Regions from separate parts of the Mus musculus genome. Here regions 2 and 3 are each linked to region 1. Evidence: chromatin contacts called from public HiChIP or PLAC-seq data. All regions are on one chromosome and are shown on one strand. The core of a region is the stretch at or near the end of the contact, and the rest is flanking DNA. Distances in the headings are between cores, read along the strand shown.

Region 1 (2,957 bases), core at 441-2,940:
AAGCTGGTCTAGATAATTCCCCATTAAGACTCTCTTCCCAGGTGATCCTAGGTTCAAGCAGATAGTTAAAACTGACCAGCACAATTTATCTTAGTGGGGGGGGGGGACTTACTGTAAACACGATGTGTGACTCGCCATTGAATCCTTTGATCCTGTGTTTAGGTTTACAGTGTGTGTTGATAGCATCGTTCTCTGGTGCTTGATTTAACCTCATGCTCTGTTCATCGTGGACCCTAAATATAAAAATCTGCTGCTAATGTTACCAGCAAGAGGTCACATGGAGTAATTGACCTGGAAATGAAATTTAAAGTGATTAAGGGCTACGGAGGTGGAAAATCGATGATGGTTATTGCTCTCCAATCAAGCATGCCCCAGTTTGCAGCTATGGTCTTGAAAAATGTGTACAAGGCGATCGAAGCTGTTTAAGGATCTGATTTGTGGAAGGCAATGGAAACTGGAAGCTGAGGGTGGTAATCCTAGCACTTGGGAGATAGAGACAAGAGGATCAGAAGTAGAGAGTCATCCTTGGGGAGTTCAAGGCCAGCCTGTACTCTCTGAACCCCTATTTCCCAAACTGGAAAACTACTCAGATGAGGTGCTGTAAGATTTGGAGGAGCCCCCAATGGCCTGGATGGAAGACCAGACAGAGCTACATTGTATCTCAGCGGCAAGACAATCGGGACCCCTTTCTGCCTTGAAACTGGACCCACCCACAATGTCGAGGTTCCAGGTGGTTTGAGCTAGTCAAGGAATGTTATTTTGTTGCTCAGTGTCAGAATGAACAGTGGGCCTCCCAGGGCTGGTGGCTCTTGGATACTCTGGGGAAGCTGATTGGGGGTAGGGGGTGGAGCTACTTGCGGAACATGATCTTTCATATGGACGATACCTCTCTGTTCTGAAAATGGAGACCTGAGAGCAGCCCCATTCACAGGGAGGTAGAGTTGGTGGCCACTTCAAGGCTTTAAGGCAAGGTGAGAGACTTCTTTAAAAGTAGTGTTGTTACAGGGCTGTAAATCAGGGCTCTTTGTGACCTGGCATGGTGAAAACCCCAGGATCTTCTAGCATAGCCTCCCAGTGTGACAATACACACACTACTGGTGGCCTGCAGGGATAGAGAGAGAGAGAGGGCAAAGGCAATCCAACTCTGCTCCCAGGTGTCCCTACCGACTTGCTACGCCAGAACAAGAAGACCATTTGGAAAGCATAGTTTCTCGATGTCTTGCTTGTCTAGATGTGTGTACACAAGTTGGCTCAATGATGTCCTGATGCTGCATTTCAAACTCAGTAACATGTGACTCTACCCTGGACCTGCACCAGGCACTATACTCTAAGGACTTTGTGTCTAGCCACACCTGTGAGGCGGGGGTTGGGGGGGGGTGGGGGGCTAGGACTATCAGTCCCATTTCATATGTGAGCAAGCTGAGGTACAGAGGGCTTAACTCATGGCTAATCAATGCCAGAGCACAGGGAGTCCAGCTGCACATGCTCATGAATACAGCCTTTTGATCAGGGTGCCTTCCCTTTGAAGTTGGCCAGCAGGTCTAAACGCTACTTTAGAAACTGCCGGTGGCATGCTTGAGCTTGCTTTTAGGGGGGTTGGCAGCCAGAACTTCACTCATCCACACTGTGCTAGCTTGCTTCCCAGCATCTGCACACTCCCTGGATGTTTACAAGTGACACGGCCACTTGAATGAGTCACTGTCAACTCCCATCGGCATTCTGCCCGCCCCCTAAATGCCCACAGGACACCATGCTAGGCTCTCAGCCACGCAAGGCTCATATTTCTCTGAGCTAGAGCTGCCTTCATTTCTTCCCTTCCCACCCATCTACAGCATTAGTCCGATCTCCCAACTTACTGCTTCATAGTGGTGCTTTGGGCTCATGAAGTCTCTTAAGTATGATCTGATCACTGTCTCTACCTTAAGCTTGGCCCATTTGCTAGGGCTTATTATGCAAAGGCCAGCGCTGTGCCCAGCTCAGAAACTCCCCGAGGATCATAGGAGTAGCATGTGTGTGGAAATCTTTCTCCACACATCGCTGATCTGAGGCATAATCTGTAAGCACGCATATACATTGCACTCAGTGGTCACATGCTCCCCCTCCCACTTCGGGAACACTGGAGCTGGGAAAAAGCAATCAGAACCTGGGCTGGGGCTCTTGGCGGAGAAGCAGAAGATTTCAGGTGAGCAGTGGATGCAAAGAGCAGAGGCAGTGACCTTTGTGATTCGCAGCGCTTTCTGTTCTGCAGCTTGCACGGCAGGGACCCTGACATCAGAAGCTCTGATGGCCCGAGGCTGTGTTGGAGAGAAAAAGAAATAAAGACAGCCTGCCCTACTTCCAGCTTGTCTAGTAATCCATGTGCAGTCGGGAACCTGGGCCGGGCAAGAGTGTGTGGATGAGCGACCTCTAGTGGCTGCTATTGGGAAGCGCTTCCCCTGTTTTGAAGGCTGCAAGATAGGTTTGTGTCCATCCTCAGCTGCGTGGTAGGAGGATTTAGATGAATATATAAACATGCAAACTTAAGGAGCTTATCCTTCGGTCTGAGGAAGTCAGAAGAACACACAGCTTCTCTACTGAGAAGTAGGAACTTCTGAGGAGGCAAAGTAGGTAACTCAGGAAGCTGAATCCAGAGGGATGGGAACTGTAGAGGACAATTGGAAGGCCACCTTGGATAGGAGAATAGCCCAAAGCAGGCAGGAGGGGAAAAGAATCCCTGATGACATGAAAAAGAGATTTCACGTGAAAAAAATCAAGTCGTCTGAGGTATATTGGGTTGCCTGTAAAATAAGCCTGGGCTGGGAAAACAGTTCTTCACAGCCTCTGTGTGTGTGTGTGTGTGTGTGTGTCTACGTGTGTGTGTCTGTCTGTCTGTCTGTATCTGTGTGTGTGTCTGTATGTCTCTGTGTGCCTGTGTGTGTCTTTGTCTGTGTGTCTCTGTGTGAATGTGTGTGTCTCTG
Region 2 (2,994 bases), core at 257-2,756, 340 kb before region 1:
TAAAGTAGTAAACACAGGTTTTTTAAAACACATACACACACACACACCAGCCAAGATGGAGACCTTCATTTCTGAGGATCCTAGGACCCTGAAAGGCATGAACAGCATAGAGAGGCAAAGTAGTAGCTCACACATGTTATCCATACACTTGTGAGTGTGAGTCTGAGACTGAGAAGTTAAGTAGAAAGCAGGAGGATTGCCCCACGTGTAATAGAAACCTGGAATATGTAGTGAGTTCAAGGGCAGCCTGGGATACAGAGTGAAGAAATGCTTAGTGAAAAAAAAAAAAAAAAAAAAAAGGACTAGACAGGTGGCTCAGCAGCTAAGAACACTTGCTGTTCTCCCAAAGGACCCAACTTTGATTCACAGCACCCACATGGTACCCTAATCTGTAATTCTGGTTTTAAGGGTTCTGAAACCCTCTTCTGGATCCCATTGGCACTGCATATAGGTGATACCCAGTCATGCAGGCAAAACACACACAGTCACATACACATATACACATATATACACACATTATATATACATACACATGACATACATATGTACACATACATATACATACATACACACACACATATATATATATATGCACATATATCCATATCCATATACACACATTATATAGGCATACATATACACTATGTATATATACATATATACATATGTATATATATATATATATATATACACATACACAATCCTAAACAGAACATGATTCTTTGCTATAAAGGTGAATTCAAGGAATTAAACAAATGATGATTTGATTGTATGAAAAGAAGATCCTCTACGCAGCAGCAAATGAATATATATATATATATATATATATATATATAGAGAGAGAGAGAGAGAGAGAGAGAGAGAGAAAGAGAGAGAGAGAGAAGAGGGAGGAGGCGAAAAAGCAACAGATAACATGAAGCCTTTAACAGAGCCATTCTGAATAGTGTTAAGTCAAACCAGGTCCAAAGATGTGACTGGCAGAGAAACCAGGTAACTCAAGGAGCATGGGCTGCTGATAACCAATTGGCTAACACAAGACCTAAGAATGAGTTTCAGCATACAGGGAACAGATGGCTCTACAGCTAGGTAAACAAGTTCTTAACCTGTGTGTCTCTGCCACTTAGGCGTTTTTGTTTTTTTTAATCAGATATCCTGCATATAAGATATATACATTACAATATCAAAATCACAGGCATGAGATAGCAACATGACAGTATTATGTCTGGGGGTCACCACAACATGAGGAACTATATTAAAGGGTCACAGCATTAGGAAGGCTTTGAACCACTAGTATAGAGGGAGATTAGCTAGGCAAAAAGAATGGGCTCTATCAAGGGTACTGGGGCTTGGTCTGGGTCTGTCTGGGGCTAAGTGATTGTGGAATTTGCCTGGCTCCTGTGAGCCCCTGGGCCTCCCCCTCTGCACCAAATCAAAAGGAGCCAGGAAGGGATTTGGTACAGCCCAGTTAAGGACGCCAGCATTTATCCAGCCCACTGGCCAGCCCTGCAAACATTCCAGGAGGAGTCTTTGCAGTGACTCATCCGGACCTGAGGCTCCACTATAAAGGGTGACCACCTCAGCTTCTAACAATAGTTGTTTTATTTTTAACTTCAAAGCTGGCCCTTGTAACCCAGAACAAACAAAAGAGAATTACAAGAGTAAATGCTGCATGCATTGCTAACCGTTTCCAGACATCCAGGAGAGGCCCTCGTCTGCTTTTTCCTCTTCCCTGTTATTTCAGTACATCTCACAATGTAGAAAGTGACAAATGAGCGCGGGTCACATGTCAGCACCGGCTCAGACCCAAGGTCATTAGACGCCATTCGACGAGGCATGATGCGACATACATTGCAGAGATAATGCTACCCCGTGGATCACCTGGGAACGCTTCCTCCTTGAAACAGGTCTGCAGCTTTTGCATACCAACAGAGCTTTAGAGCCTAGACAATGCCAGGAGCTAGCCTCCAGTGAGCTACAGAGGGCTGGCAGCAACCCAGGCTAAAATGGGGGCGAGCAGCGGGGAGACCTTTGAACATGCAAATAGAAATGATCCTAAACAGAACATGATTCTATGCTATAAAGGTGAATTCAAGGAATTAAACAAATGATGATTTGATTGCATGAAAAGAAGATCCTCTATGCAGCAGCAAATGATGGATAGCAAAATGGAGCTGTCGGGCAAATGGCCCTGATGACAGACACAATGACTTTGAATTATAGTCCCCATTACTCACAAGCTGAGCAAATATGGTCAAGTTATTTACACACCGAGCCTCTGTTGTTTGACTCTGCAGAACGTAACTAGTATTAGCACAGAATTACTGGGCCAATTGAATGGCACATACACTCGGTATATAATTATTGTGCCTCCAGACACATGAAGTCTAGATCCAAACTCTGGAGATACAGGTTTGGAAGAAATAGGTACTGCTTTGCTTACATAGACTGTTAAGCTTCTCTCGAATAAATGGAGATGACCGAGTATCTGTCCATGCAGCAGTGAGAAACTCAGCCAGTTGAAGGGATACCATGACCAATGCAAGTCTTTTAAAGGACAACATTTAATTGGGGCTGGCTTACAGGTTCAGAGGTTCAGCCTGTTATCATCAAGGCGGGAGCATGGCAGCATCCAGGCAGGCATGGTGCAGGAGGAGCTGAGAGTTCTACATCTTCTTCATCTGAAGGCAGCTAGTGGGAGACTGTCTACCAGGCAGCTAGGACTAGGGTACTAAAGCCCCACTCCCACAGTGACACTCCTACTCCAACAAGGCCACACCTCCTAAGAGTGCCACTCCCTGGCCCAAGCATATACAAACCATCACAGGGTGTAATACTGGAACTTGGCAGAGGGTGTTATGTTAGAGTAAGACAAAGATCCTGTGGCAGGATCATGCATCTATCAAGTGGGATATTTATAAAGACATTATCTCAGAACCTAGAAAAGCATGTGCTTTGGGTTATGTCCTGATGATGCTGATGTTAGTGATGCTGACT
Region 3 (2,809 bases), core at 168-2,667, 440 kb before region 1:
GTAACATGCTCTCCCTCAGCAATTGAGACTTCGTGTCTCTCTTCTACTTAAAAAAAAAAAGGCCAAGATATCCCACAGTTCTGTATGGCTGGACACTAGCTAAATTCCAAAGGATGCTGATTTAAATTCAGCCTGTTTTTCTAGGCAGTAATTCTCGTTCATGTGGCTTTCGCCCAAACTAACCTCAATGGATAAAATGTTCATCTTACAAGCAAAAAGACCTGAGTTCAATTCCCAGAACTTACATAATTTAAGCCAGATGTAGCAGCACATGATTTGAATACCTCTGCTAGGGAGGCAGAAACAAGGTGGATGGACCCTCCAGGGCTCATTGGTCAGCCAGCCTAGTCTACTTGGAAAGCTCTAGGCAATGAGAGAGACTGTCAGAAAAACAAGGTGGATGGCTCCTGAAAAATGATAGCCAAGGTTTAATTTTGGCCTCCATAATTATTTATATGCATTAACAAACAAACAAACAGATGAATAAAAGTAGTCAACTAGAAGATGTATGTAGATAAGAAGAAGACACAAAAAGGTATTTTCAGCCAACCTTCAGGATATCTATGAATATACAAACATGCATGCACATGGACACATCCACACCAAACTTACTATCTTAAGTGTTTCTCACTCCTTTACATTTTCATGTATGGGTGCATGTATGTGCAGATGTGTGCACCCACCTTAGCTTTCAAGGCAGGGCTCACTGGGACCTGGGTTTGCTGTTCTGGCTATGCCTGTTAGCCCAACTCTGCCTCCCTGGCACTGAGATTACACGTGGATGCCACTCTGCCTGGCTTTTTGTGTGGGTGCTGGGGGTCAAACTCAGGTCCTCCTGCTTGTGTGACGAGAACTGTATGGACTGAGCCATCTCCCCAGCTTCGGTGCCACCATCTTGAGTGTGCAGCTCAGTGGCCCTCAGTGGATTCACAGTATTGTATACAACCATTATTATTAATCCAGAACTCTCCATTTGGCAAAGCTCCAATTCTTGAACATACATACATCTAAACAGCTGGTCAGAGAGAGGGGTGTCCAGACTGTTTCCCTCCTGTTCCCACCTGGTGTGTATATTGTGTCCTTCACCCCTTTTTTGGACATGCTTTATTGAGAAATGGGGTACCTTTGGTGGAAATGAGGGTCGGTGAAGCTTGCCTACTTGCTTAGCAGTGTGCCTCCAGTTTGGGTTACTCAGAGTGAGTTTTCTGTGTTACTTTCCTAAAGCCCGCACTGATTCCTGGTCCTGTGGATCCCCAGAAGTCAGCCTTGACCCCTGGGATTTCCTGGGCTTTCCCAGAAAGCATTGCTTTTTAAACAGCAAAACCTGTGTGAAATAGCAGGACTGGAATGCATGTGTTTCCTCCCAAACAAACAAACCATTCCCTCCTGGAGTGAGATGCGGAAGCTCACAAGGACTTGGGGAAACTTAGAAGTCTCCTCTGAGGAGTCAGATGACAGTCAGTCATTGTGAATGGGAGGAGACTCCTTGCTGAAGCTGTTTGTGAATCACGTGGGGGAATGAAGTGATGTCATCCTGAGGAGGAGTCATTACCTATGCTGGGATGGGCAGGAGCCACTCCTGTCCTGTGAGCAACCCCAGTGGGCTTGCTGCTCCAACAAGCTAGACTCAGGTGGAAGTGTATCTTTGGTCTGCTCACCAACGCCCCATCTAGCATGGTTAGGTGCACATTCACTTGTTCATATTTCCCCAGGAAAAGGCACATGCTACAGCTCTTATGCTACACATATAGCTTGTGTATGAGGCCACATGATTTGCTCATTTTAGCACTGTGGAAACTATGATTCATTTTATATACAGCACATATATAAAAGAGCAGTAATACCCCACCCCCATGGTAGAAAACTTATCATTAAATGCTTAGTGTATCTTATCAAAATTGGTAGCCCTAGAAACCAAGAAAGCTTGCATACAGTACTTAAGTTTGCTCATGATGTTTGAGTCTTTAATCTTACATGTAGATAAACATAAAACAAAGAAGGCAAAGGAAGTGGAAAGGCCCATAAACTGTTCTGGAGAAAGGAAAGGCCCAGGTAGAAGGAAGCAGATAACCTGGACACCAGATCTGGATGTAATAGAAACTGTTCCCCCCACATATCTCCATTACCCTTATCCATGTTCAAAATTACGTAGTGGTGAAAAGCAAACCAGGCTATTCATGACACCCTCTCTGGACCAACACGAACTGCTCTGATTCTGAAGCTCAAGAGACCTCAAAGACAAGAGTTGATGAAGAGTCTATTTGGGGAGTGGCTGGCTGCATCCTATAGACCAGGAGAGCCTACTTCCTCCTGTGCCCAATGGTCCTGCTTCAAGTTCTGCAACGTAAGTTCTGCTTCTATTTTCCAAATGAAATAATCATGTCCTATTTCTTTTTTTTTTTTTTAGAATTAATTTTTTTATTAGGTATTTTCCTCATTTACATTACCAATGCTATCCAAAAAGTCCCCAATATACTCCCCACTCCTCTACCCATCCACTCCCACTTTCTGGCCCTGGCGTTCCCCTGTACTGGGGCATATAAAGTTTGCAAGTCCAATGGGCCTCTCTTTCCAGTGATGGCCGACTAGGCCATCTTTTGATATCATGTCCAATTTCGTACCAGCATGTGACACCCTCTAGAAGCCTAGACCACCGAAAGGGGGGCCAAATTTAGTCAGACTTCATTGAAAGTTTTGGTGCTGAGGTTGTAGTTCAGTCGGTAGAATGTTTGCCTAGCATGCATCCTGATTTGATCTCCATCACTGTGTACCAGAATAACAACAACAACCGCCGCTGCCACCACCACCA

Evidence for each region. HiChIP or PLAC-seq counts read pairs in DNA pulled down with a chosen protein or histone mark.
Region 2: a contact with region 1 is called in a FOXA1 HiChIP or PLAC-seq map of pancreatic cancer cells. The contact joins two enhancer-like sites. A contact is called at or near these places in 2 of 484 Hi-C or Micro-C datasets (cerebral cortex and embryonic stem cells), 4 of 115 datasets of contacts at active chromatin or transcription factors (bone marrow-derived macrophages, embryonic basal ganglia, memory CD8 T cells and 1 more) and 1 of 9 other capture datasets (embryonic stem cells).
Region 3: an HNF4G HiChIP or PLAC-seq map of pancreatic cancer cells shows a contact between it and region 1. The contact joins two enhancer-like sites. A contact is called at or near these places in 3 of 115 datasets of contacts at active chromatin or transcription factors (embryonic basal ganglia, memory CD8 T cells and pancreatic cancer cells).

What each region holds. Positions count from the first base shown.
Region 1 is chr13:46,159,806-46,162,762 of GRCm38.p6, forward strand. No RefSeq gene overlaps it. Among named protein-coding and RNA genes, the nearest start is that of Gm45949, 100 kb to the left of the region's middle. Within about 2 kb of position 1,691, at least 78 of the 459 cell types and tissues checked have an H3K27ac peak or open chromatin away from gene starts, as enhancers often do. A contact at or near this core is called in pancreatic cancer cells, where this site is marked.
Region 2 is chr13:45,819,190-45,822,183 of GRCm38.p6, forward strand. The region is part of intron 3 of Atxn1 (ataxin 1); the gene reads right to left. Among named protein-coding and RNA genes, the nearest start is that of Atxn1, 140 kb to the right of the region's middle. Within about 2 kb of position 1,507, at least 78 of the 459 cell types and tissues checked have an H3K27ac peak or open chromatin away from gene starts, as enhancers often do. A contact at or near this core is called in pancreatic cancer cells, where this site is marked.
Region 3 is chr13:45,717,529-45,720,337 of GRCm38.p6, forward strand. The region is part of intron 5 of Atxn1 (ataxin 1); the gene reads right to left. Among named protein-coding and RNA genes, the nearest start is that of Gm34582, 190 kb to the left of the region's middle. Within about 2 kb of position 1,418, at least 56 of the 459 cell types and tissues checked have an H3K27ac peak or open chromatin away from gene starts, as enhancers often do. A contact at or near this core is called in pancreatic cancer cells, where this site is marked.